Regions from separate parts of the Zea mays genome. Here region 1 is linked to region 2. The links are chromatin contacts, called in public Hi-C maps. All regions are on one chromosome and are shown on one strand. Each heading gives the region's core, a stretch centred on a gene start, on an enhancer-like site or on the middle of the called end of the contact. The rest is flanking DNA. Distances are from core to core; before and after follow the strand shown.

Region 1 (5,798 bases), core at 2,273-4,772, 200 kb after region 2:
AGGCAGAATCATTACAAGAAATTAAAACTAAGTTTTCATTGCTTGTTCCCTATACAGAAAGCAAAAATGGCATAGAAAATAAAAGTATTTCAGAAGCAGGATATTGCTCAGTATATGTGCTTTAATTCTGGTACAGTGTTGTTGACTGTACGAGCTTCGGACTCCTCCCTGAAGTCACGTTGTTGTTGGGAGTGCTGGCGCCCTTCTGGCTGCTAGCTTCGGGTATAAGTAGGTTGCAATGGTGGTGGCGGTGGAAGCTGAGGCCAGGAAGCTTGTGAATGGCTTGTCGAAGCAACAGAAGCTGCAGGTTGATTGCCCAGATATTCTGGTATGTAAGGAGAATGGCACGAAGCGGTATGTAGGACCTGCTTCGCTTGATTCTGTCGGGCTTTTGCTTCAGCAATCTCTTTTTGCTTCTGAATGGTGATCTGACACGTTCTTGTAGTGTGGCCCTTGTCCTCACCACAGAATAAGCAATAAATTTTCCTAGGCTGATCCCCATATCTTGCTTTGAAGCCCCTGCCGCCTCGGCCCCTTGGAGCTAGTGGCCTGAAGGAGCTTTGTTGCTGTCCTGAAGACTGCGAGCTGTGCTGTGGCCTCTGAAACTGGCCTCCTTTGTCATCATTTTGACTGGAGCTGTGGATTGATCTGACATGCCTAGGGTGGATTCTTCCTCCGAAGCCCCTAGTCATCTCAGAAAATCTGTAAGCTTCCTCCCTTCTTTGACGGAAGTCATTGTCGGCCCGGATGTACTCATCCATTTTCTGAAGCAGCTTTTCCAGAGTCTGGGGGGGCTTCCTGGCGAAGTATTGAGCCGTAGGCCCTGGTCGAAGACCCTTGTTCATGGCCTCAATGACGATTTCATTGGGCACCATAGGCGCTTGTGCTCTCAGGTGCAAGAACCTTCGGACATATGCCTGAAGGTACTCCTCATGGTCTTGAGTGCATTGGAACAAGGCCTGAGCAGTGACTGGCTTCGTCTGAAACCCTTGAAAGCTGGTGACCAGCATGTCCTTAAGCTTCTGCCATGACGTGATTGTCCCTGGCCGGAGAGAAGAGTACCATGTCTGGGCCACACTTCGGACTGTCATGACGAAGGACTTCGCCATGACTGCGGTATTGCCCCTATACGAAGATATGGTTGCTTCGTAGCTCATCAGAAACTGCTTTGGATCTGAGTGCCCATCATACATGGGGAGATGAGGTGGCTTGTATGATGGGGGGCATGGGGTAGCCTGCAGTTCTGCTGATAGAGGAGAAGCATCATCAAAAGCAAAATTTCCATGATGGAAATCATCATACCAATCATCATCATTGTAGGAATTGTCTTGACGAAGCTCTCTTTGTGGAGGTCTTTGGTCCTGGTCATCTTGAATAAGATGACGTATTTCTTCAGTAGCTTCATCGATCTTCTTCTGTAGATCGGAAAGACGAAGCATTTTCTCTCTCTCTCTCTTCCTTTCGACCTGCTGATGGATAGCTTCGAGATCCCTTATCTCCTGGTCCAACTCCTCCTCTTGGGGTGTTGGACTTGTAGCCTTCCTCTTTTGAGTCCGAGCTTCACGCAGCGTGTCCTGATTGACGTCCAGTGGCTGCAGTGCAGCCCCTAGCCCTGAAGAAGTTTTCTTCGGCGGCATGACGAAGGTCACGACTTGCTGAAGGTGGTCGAATGAGTTCACCGGTGGTACAGTGGGCGCCAATGTTGGGGACTTGTTCTCAAATACTACGAGTTAAGAACAAGGCAACACAAAATGTTAATGGTTAAAGTCCTTCGTCCTTGGAAGCATTATTTCCCTTAGGATATAATGATCTTCAGATGAAGGTTATGAAGGGCGTACCTTCATCATCGCAGTATATATTAAAAGAAGAAGCATATGAGACATGAGAAATGCCATGAGTAATCATATGACATTATTAATATATCTTTTCTATAACATCATGAATAAACAAACAAATATTGAATTACATTTGTACCTTCGGCTTGACAGAAGACAAAAGTCCAAGCGTGACACACGAGTGAATACAAGTCAGCGTGAACAGTGCGATGTCACTGTTCATCTATTTATAGGCACATGACGCAACCTGTGTGAAATTACAATCATGCCCTTGACATTTACTATTGACCTAGGGATAATCTATCGAGGACTAGACAACATTTTCCCTTTTAAGTCGGTTCCATTTTCCACTGCTGAGCCAAAGCTTTTCCACGGGTAGCTTCGGCATTGGTTCATCCTTCTCCTGAACCGCGCCCTTCATCTCATGTATAGCTTTATCCCATGTCCGAAGGTTCCTGTACATATATTACACTTGGAAAATATGTTAGTCATGTTTTTGAGGACCTTTGGAAGACGAAGGCCCCCAACAGTGTGCTTCATATATTCCATAGGAGTAATGGGTCCTAAGGGAACCGTGGAAAAATGCACCTAGGACCCTTGCAATGCCAAGGGCGCCATCTACAACCATGATGTCACCCATTGACCTCGGAAAAACCTTGGGACCAAGTGAGAGATCCCTTCTGCACCCCTGCCTCGCTAAGGGCATCAAAACCTACACCACACTACTCTTGGCTACTGGGGCCATAAGTCCCAACATAAAGAGTAGTTATAGGCTAATAATTAGACCATACTTGATTCATGGCTCATTTTAAAATCTCATTCTAGGTCATGAATTTTGCATTGGATTTTGTGCTCGGAATCTCAATCTCACTACGAGGTGATAAACAAATTTGTAGTGGATCTATGCACTAACTTACTTTCCAAAATGGCAAAATCTATGAGGAACCAAACACCTTAGTCCATCTCCAGCAGCGTACTCATCTTATCTTCTACTCCCTCTGTCCAAAAGTCCTCATCGTCTAAGCAAAATAAATTCTTCCAGGAATCCACATCGTTTAAGCTAGGGACCACAATTTGCACCTCATCCCAGACATTCATGGCTCCTCGTTTGCGTTGCTTCATTTGATGCGTCTTTATTGTCCAGTTGCTTCAAATACGTCTCTGTTCCCTACTGTTAACTCCATCCGAAGCATGCATGTTCATGTCACACCCATATTTTCAGTTTCACGGATGATAGATGACACTTTAACGGAAGGTTTTCGCGACGGTACATATGCGTATATTGAAAATACAAAACTACGCTAGATAATTAACTTCACAGCGGCGGCCATGCAGACGGAGGGGCATCCTTGGTCTTAGTGTGGGACGCTTAAACGATGAGGACTTTTGGACGGAGAGAGTATTTCAATCTCTACTATATAAATAGTGTAGTCTATAGTAAAAATATTGTTTTATACAATCATATATACCATCTGTTGATCATAGTCATAGCCTTAAAGAGACAACCACACTCTTTAGACTACATTAATTTGAAATTTCTACCCCGGCCGCACAAAAGGGTGAAGCACAAACAGCAGTGTCATTATCGAGGTGCCTAGTGACTGGTTAGATTTGGTATATCAAATCAGATCACAGGAAACATTCAGATCTCATTTAAGAAAACTAAAACAAAAAACGGAGAAAAATCAGGTGATTGCTTCCTTTCCTCTCTCTCCGTTGCCCACCACCCCCAAGCCCGCGATATATTCGGCGCAGCCCACACCTTCCAGCGAATTTCCGTCACCCATCTCCGCACCGCACCCGCAACGCGTCTCTCTTCCTCTCCTGGTCCTCCTGCCACTCCGCCTCAACTTGCTCGGCTATTCCCGGATTGCGGCTCGGGGTTGGTCATTGGCCGTGAGGTGAGCGTGCGAATCGCTCCTCTCATCCCTTGGCCCGTGTTCTGTAGATGCGTATGTAGTTGTACACGCAACTGCAGCTGCAATCTCACTCGACTTGCGCCGTATGCTGATTGTTGATTCGATGTTCTGTTCTGCTGCGATAGGGCCTTTCAAGAACGGGCGGCGGCGCTTTACCTGACGCAAATTGCGCCGGTCTCCTGCCTTGCTGCGCGCTTGGGGGTTGGGCTCAGGAATGGGGGTAGAGCAGGGGCTGCGTCGCCTGGCTCGATTCCCATCTCTCTGAACTTAGATGGATGCATCTGTACGTCTCTGTGCCTCTGGGTGCTTTTGTCTGTCTGACCGTTCGTCTCATGTGTGTTCCGTTCTCTTGTGTTGTGCTGCTGCGTAGGTAAACACCAAGAAGAAGGTTAGTTTCTGTGGGAACACTGGCCACAGCCGCTGCGGTGAAGTTCATTTAGCTGCTGTGTGCTCAGGTCGTATGCGAAGCAACCCCTTCTCGCTTCAGGTTATTGTGTGCTCTGTCCCCCTACTGATTTTAGAACCGGTGTATCCAATTTTTATGAGAGCTAAGAGGGTAGGTTTGTACAATTCAAGGTGGAGTAGGCTGTCCCTGATGGCGTTTGATTTCTCATATAAAAGTTTGTGGTTCGGGAACAGGCAAATATTACAACCTGTACAAGTCAAACTTGAGTTTTCTTATTTTATTAATGGTGATTGGTACCTAAGATGTAATTTCCGTGCTATTAAATCTAGGTGGAAAAATAGTCAATCGAACGTACTTCTTCCGTCCTAGAAGAACGGCATTCTACTTTGTTTTCATCAATTCATCTCAGATTTAGCAAAGTTTATAAAAAATATAACTTTTATGATTCCAAATTATTAAAGTCAGTTACATCATGAAATATATTTTCATATTATATCTATCTGAAGTAATAGATGTTGATACTATTTGCTGTAAACTTAGTAGAGACCGGTTCAAACCTAAACTTACATTCTTTTAGGTAGTGTTTGGTTGAAGAGGCAAGTATAACGGAGTCGTTCTGTTCTAGTTTTGTTGCTGTTTGGTTACAAAGGAACTAGAACAAAATCGCTCCAATTAGGGAATATTCTCCTCAGATCCGGAACCATTCCGCTCCAAAAAATCAACAGGACGGAGCCGCTCCGTTCCCATCCCGCTCTCACAGTCACGCTCCATTCCGTTCACTCTGCAACCAAACAAAAAACAGAGCCGCTCCGTTCCAAATTACCAAACACAGAACAGAGCGGCTCCGTTCCTAGAATCAGGGATGGAACGGCTCTGTTCTACTTGGCTCTTCAACCAAACACTTAATTAGGGATGAAAGTAGTACCATGTTAGCAGGAAGGAATACTTCATTATTTAGATGACGGGAGTCTAAGTTCTGGCCTCTGCACTGGCTAGGGATGCACACGACCACTAAACTCACAAGCATATAAATAGATGAACACCCGGTTTTGAACCCTGTGAATTGTCATATATATTTATACTGAGAGGATCAATTGTACTGCAATCACCACCATACTATGACCAGAACTAGAGAAGCATCCATCTGCCTTGTTAAGGTGCCATCCTTTGCAATTGTTGTGCACAGATCTACAGATTCAGTAGGCTCTAGGCTGGAACATACTGATTTACAATCACCTTGCTATTAGCTTATCAAAGATTATGTGACCCTTTTTGGTTCTTTTACAGTCGGTTTAACAACAAAATAATGATGTGTATTCGGATCATTAGCTAGGTAATATTTTTTTGAAATACTTTGTTCTTAGTATTGCAGGTTTGGTTTGCATTTCCGTTCAAGTATAAAGGAAGTAGTATTTGCCATTTTGGCATAGCATTTGAATAGCACAGGAACCTAGAAAACAGTGTTCCAGCAGTACTACGTTACACTGGTGTTATACTATTATAGAAAACATGGTGGATGTGGAACTGTTTTATAAGGACACTAGTGATCACAGCATTAGCTCTGAGGAAGAAGATATGCTTGTCAGGAGCTGTAGCAATCTCAATGTGAGCTTTGGATATCATTGTGATTCTTATCAG
Region 2 (5,156 bases), core at 1,134-3,633:
GGGCAAAACTGAACATCATATTTAAACCATTTATATGGACACAGAGACTTCATGAGTAAATGTGTTGCTAGTTATAGTCTCTTGTTTCACCAATAGGTTAAATAAAGAAGAAATAGGGCAGTTTTGTTTCACCAACCTGCTCCTCGAAGGAGACCACGCACGGCTGAAAGCCTGAAATACACTTACCACAACTGGAACCTAAAAAATAGAAGTTGTAGTTATAAATCTAATGTAGGAAAATCTATTTATAGATTTTGGCTAAAATATAATGATTATGATTTAGTAGAGGCTACTCCTTAATGGTATTATGATTTAGTAGATTTCTCACTGCTCTGTCGTGATGGTGTAGCATAGGCTTGAAAGTTCTTAAGTTTATATTACAATGTTTGTTACAGGGAGAGAACACACCACTTTGCTAAAATGGTTGTTACAGGGAGAGAATGTTTTAGGCTGTTCTTAAGCTTTCTTGTCCAAATCACATTAACGGGAATATTATTACACGCTAATGGGTCAAAATTTGAGAGATCAGATAATCCCATTATACGAATAGACTATAGTCATGAAAATTATGCCAACTGTATCATGCTCAAAATCCTTTGATCTGTAGATGGCTAGAGAGAAGTGTTTTCTACAAATTTATAAAACCAGAGAAAACATGTATTATAATAGATCTAGTATTAGAAGCATCAACCATCATTCCAGAGTTGCATATCTCTTCTACACCATCACGACAGAATATGAATTGCAGCCTAACCTAGAACAGAGCAAAGCATTCATAAATCCAGATTGCGAGCCTGTACGCCATCTACATCCTAAATAAACTCCACGATTGAACTCTAGACTCATCACCTGCCGAAGAACGAGAAGATGTCGCCTTTCTTCTAGGGCCTCTCCTGCTCTTCGATAAATGACCGTCGTCATCACATCTCTTTCCACCAATTGCCAGGTAGCCTGCTCGAGAGCGATTACAATATTAAAATATGAATTTGACATAGGAACACGTGAATGTGAGGACATACAAACCCTAGCCGCACTTCAAAGTCCCAATGTACGTCCAATTCTAGTTGTCGCGGCAGATCTCGGGCGAGTGGGGCGGCGCCGAGAACAAAGTTGCAAGGGCAGGGTTTTGCGTGTGCCTGGGCAGGGGCTAGACCACGGGGGCTGCTGGCCGCGCCTAGCAGGGGCTCACCGGGGCATGGCCACCAGCCGGCTAGCTACGCCTTGTTGCGGGTTATAGGCCACCGCGCTAGGCTGCACAGGGGTTGGGGCGAGAGGAGTAGAAGGGGTGTGCTTGCCATGGTGCAGGGGCGGGCTAGGGCACGATGGTCGCCATGGCCGCGCCTAGGAAGGGCGGCGCTGGTCACTGGGGCTGGGGAAGGGGCCACGGTGGGGAGGAGAGTCGAGGGGGCACCGGTCACGCAAGCGGAAGAGGGCTCAGTGTCTGTCGGGTGGGGGCGTCGGGGCCGTCATGGCCATCGAAGACACTGACGAGCCAGGCGTGGTGGTGCCGAGGGGCAGAGGCGGGATCCGGGTCTCGAGCGGCCCGGGCGCTGCGGGAAGGCAAGCCAGGCGAGGACGAGGAGGTAGGGGGGAGGAGCACTGCGAAGGAGATCTCCGAGAGCGGGACCGTGGTGGAGAAGGCGAGCACGGCCGCCGCGCCCAGCGTGTTGAGCTGCTTGATGGAGAAGAGGCAGTGGTGGTGGTGCGGGCGCGCCGTGGGAGAGGTGGGCGTCGGGTGCAGCGGCGGCGGGGGCCCGCGGAGGATGGAAGGAGGGTGGAGGATGGAAGCGCTGCCGTGGATGCGGGCGGCTGCGGGATGCAGCGCGACTGCGGGATGCGGGCGGATGCGCACGGCAGAACGTGCGCCGAGGGGTGTGGACGCCTACACTACTAACATAATTAGTAGTAGAGATAATTTTATAAAAAAAATTAAGACAAATTGGTGCATACAAGTATTATATTCAAAACTAAATAACAAAATAATTATTTATAGTCAAAATTTTATAAGTTTGATTTTAGTCTTGTCCAAAACGAGGGGGTATGAAAAAGACTCTCGATTTGTGGTGCCTAGCATTAAGAGCGTAAGGCAGAATTTGCCCACCTGTCATAAATAAACAATGTACCTCCAATATTAAAATGATGGCCGGATTTTCTAGAGATGACTAATTTTTTCTTGGGTACGCTGGCTTCTAAATCTGAAGTTTTTTTAAAGAGTACTCTTTTCGTGTGCAACAAAACCAAGAATATTATAATTTTATGGGAATTCTTTCCTGAGTTTGTGCGATAAGAGAGAAAAAAATCAAACGAAAAAGAGGGTGGCAGCATCGGGTTGGCCCGTGCAGGCCCATTTTAATAGTTTGCTAGCTAGCTGACTTCGGGTGCTAGTGCTACTCCATGGCAGGCTGTGTCTTCCATGTGAATGAGGCCCAACGGATGCTATGCGAACAGACAGTTTTCTTCCTTCTCAAAAATAGATGTGCGCTATTTCCCTTCTCCAAAACGGGCAATAACATCCATATTCTTCTAGAAACGTTTCTATGAACATACAATAGATATGTGCCTATGTGTATGAGTGATGAGTGATTGTCAAATGATGATAGAGCTTTGATTTAATATGTTGAGAGTTGAGACTAATCATAGTATGAGTAGAGAGTGTGCAATATGTCTCTTGTCTATGATGTACAAGTGTAAGCGTTAGATGGTCGATGATAATGGAGAAAGTCAAGCGAGTCCATGCATGATGGATCTAGAGCTATGAAGGACAGACAAGAAGGCTTGGATCAAAGGACCAAAGACTGGAGGATGCACCGTGGACTGCTAGCTCTTTGAAACGTCTGTTATGAATCAATACGACACAAAGTAGATCAAACACACAGAAGACACAGATTTAACATGGAAAACCCCTCCAAGACGAAGGTGAAAAACCACGGGCGCCGGCCAGCAACAATCTCACTATTTTCTGGTGGTTACATATCGCAGGAGACTTACAAATGAGATAATTATTTACTGTGGATTACAATTGTATTTATAGAGGTGAAACCCTGAGCTGAGTAGGGAACGATCCATACTACGCGGGGTAGAGCCCCCACACCCCAGACATCCCTGGGTTGCGCTCCGGCCCAAGCGTCCCAGCGACGGGCCTCCTCTTCACTTGCTAACTTGGCCGCCTTTTCAGAATTTAGATCACAAACTCAACCTTGAGACAAATTCCTTGTAGCATCATAATAGCAAACTCCACCTCAAAAATGCATCATCATCATGCCGGCACCAACAGCCACTAGAGGCTAATTTGTAATACCAACTAAGCTTGAGCATAGCTCAAAGTTAGCAACAGAAACATGTTTCGTCATCATATCAGCAGGATTATCATGAGTACTGATCTTGCATACCTTCACCAAACCTTTCTCAATCATATCACGAACGAAGTGATAACGAATTTCAATATGCTTGGATTTCTCAGTAATCATCTGATCTTTAGTGAGATAAATAGCACTCTGACTATCACAATGAATGGTAATGCAAGACTCAATTCCACATGCTCTGAATATATACCTTTCAACCATAACGCCTCCTTAGTAACTTCTGCAATTACCATATACTCAGCTTATGTGGTAGTCAAAGCAACAATATCCTATAAACGAGCTTTCTAACTCACAGTACAATCTCCAAAAGTAAAGACATAACCTGAAAGTGATCTCCTTATGTCTAAATCACCACCATAATCTGAATCAATATATCCAACCAGACCATCTCCAGATTTACCAAAACATAAACAAGCACTAGAAGAACCACGTAGATATCTGAAAATCCACTGAACAACTTTCCAATGCTCTTTACCAAGATTAGACATGTATCTAGAAACAACGCTCATAGCATGAGACAAATCAGGACGAGAGCAAACCATAGCATACATGAGTGACCCAACAGCACTAGAGTAAGGAACTTTTGACATATACTCAAAATCAGCATCAGTTTCAGCACACTGTTTAGCATACAGTTTAAAATGAGGAGCCAATGGAGTACTCACAGGTTTAGCATTTTGCATGTTGAAACGACGAAGGACCTTCTCAATATAATTCTTCTGGCTCAAGTACAGCAATCTAGACTTTGTATCTCTGACTATCTCCATGCCAAGGATTTTCTTTGTAGCACCCAGATCCTTCATATCAAATTTGCTACTAAGATGTGCCTTCAAAGCAGTGATTTCCTTCACGCTCTTGGCAGCAATCAACATATCATCAACATATAACAACAAGTATGTAGGTGATCCATTAACAAACTTAAGATAGACACATCTATCATATTGAGACCTCTTGTCGGGGACCATAATTAGGGGTACCCTCAAGACGCCTAATTCTCAGCTGGTAACCCCCATCAGCATAAAGCTGCAAAGGCCTGATGGGTACGATTAAGTCAGGGATCAGTCCACACGAGTGACTCGATCACGCTTCGCCCGAGCCTAGCCTCGGCCAAGGGCAGCCGACCTCGAGAGACTTCCGTCTCGACCGAGGCCCCCCTTTTTACGGCGGACACACCTCCGGCTCGCCCAAGGCCCTGGCTTCGCTTAGAAGCAACCCTGACTAAATCGCCGCGCCGACTGACTAGGTTACAGGAGCATTTAACGCAAAGGTGGCCTGACACCTTTATCCTGACACGCGCCCCCCGGCAGAGCCGAAGTGACCGCCGTCACTCCACCGCTCTACTGACCAGTCTGACAGAAGGACAGTGCCGCCTGCGCCACTCCGACTGCAGTGCCACTCGTCAGAGTGAGTCTGACAGGCAGTCAGGCCTTGCCAAAGGCGCCATAGCGAACTCCGCTCCGCCCGACCCCAGGGCTCGGACTCGGGCTAAGACCCGGAAGACGGCGAACTCCGCTCCGCCCGACCCCAGGGCTCGGACTCGGGCTAAGACCCGGAAGACGGCGAACTCCGCTCCGCCCGACCCCAGGGCTCGGACTCGGGCTAAGACCCGGAAGACGGTGAACTCCGCTCCGCCCGACCCCAGGGCTCGGACTCGGGCTAAGACCCGGAAGACGGCGAACTCCGCTCCGCCCGACCCCAGGGCTCGGACTCGGGCTAAGACCCGGAAGACGGCGAACTCCGCTCCGCCCGACCCCAGGGCTCGGACTCGGGCTGAGACCCGGAAGACGGCGAACT

Evidence for each region. Hi-C and Micro-C count contacts between places; a contact is called where the count stands out from the background.
Region 1: a contact with region 2 is called in a Hi-C map of ear, with 2.2 times the contacts expected there. The contact joins the promoter of LOC100282590 here to the enhancer-like site in region 2. A contact is called at or near these places in 3 of 25 Hi-C or Micro-C datasets (ear, endosperm and tassel).

What each region holds. Positions count from the first base shown.
Region 1 is chr2:62,678,711-62,684,508 of Zm-B73-REFERENCE-NAM-5.0, forward strand. It overlaps LOC100282590, which reads left to right and starts at 3,523. Exons shown (of 6, transcript NM_001412117.1): 1 at 3,523-3,736; 2 at 3,880-4,037; 3 at 4,125-4,241; 4 at 5,533-5,798. The coding sequence starts at 5,670.
Region 2 is chr2:62,481,163-62,486,318 of Zm-B73-REFERENCE-NAM-5.0, forward strand. No RefSeq gene overlaps it. Among protein-coding and RNA genes, the nearest start is that of LOC100282997, 16 kb to the left of the region's middle. Within about 2 kb of position 2,384, at least 11 of the 20 cell types and tissues checked have an H3K27ac peak or open chromatin away from gene starts, as enhancers often do. A contact at or near this core is called in ear, where this site is marked.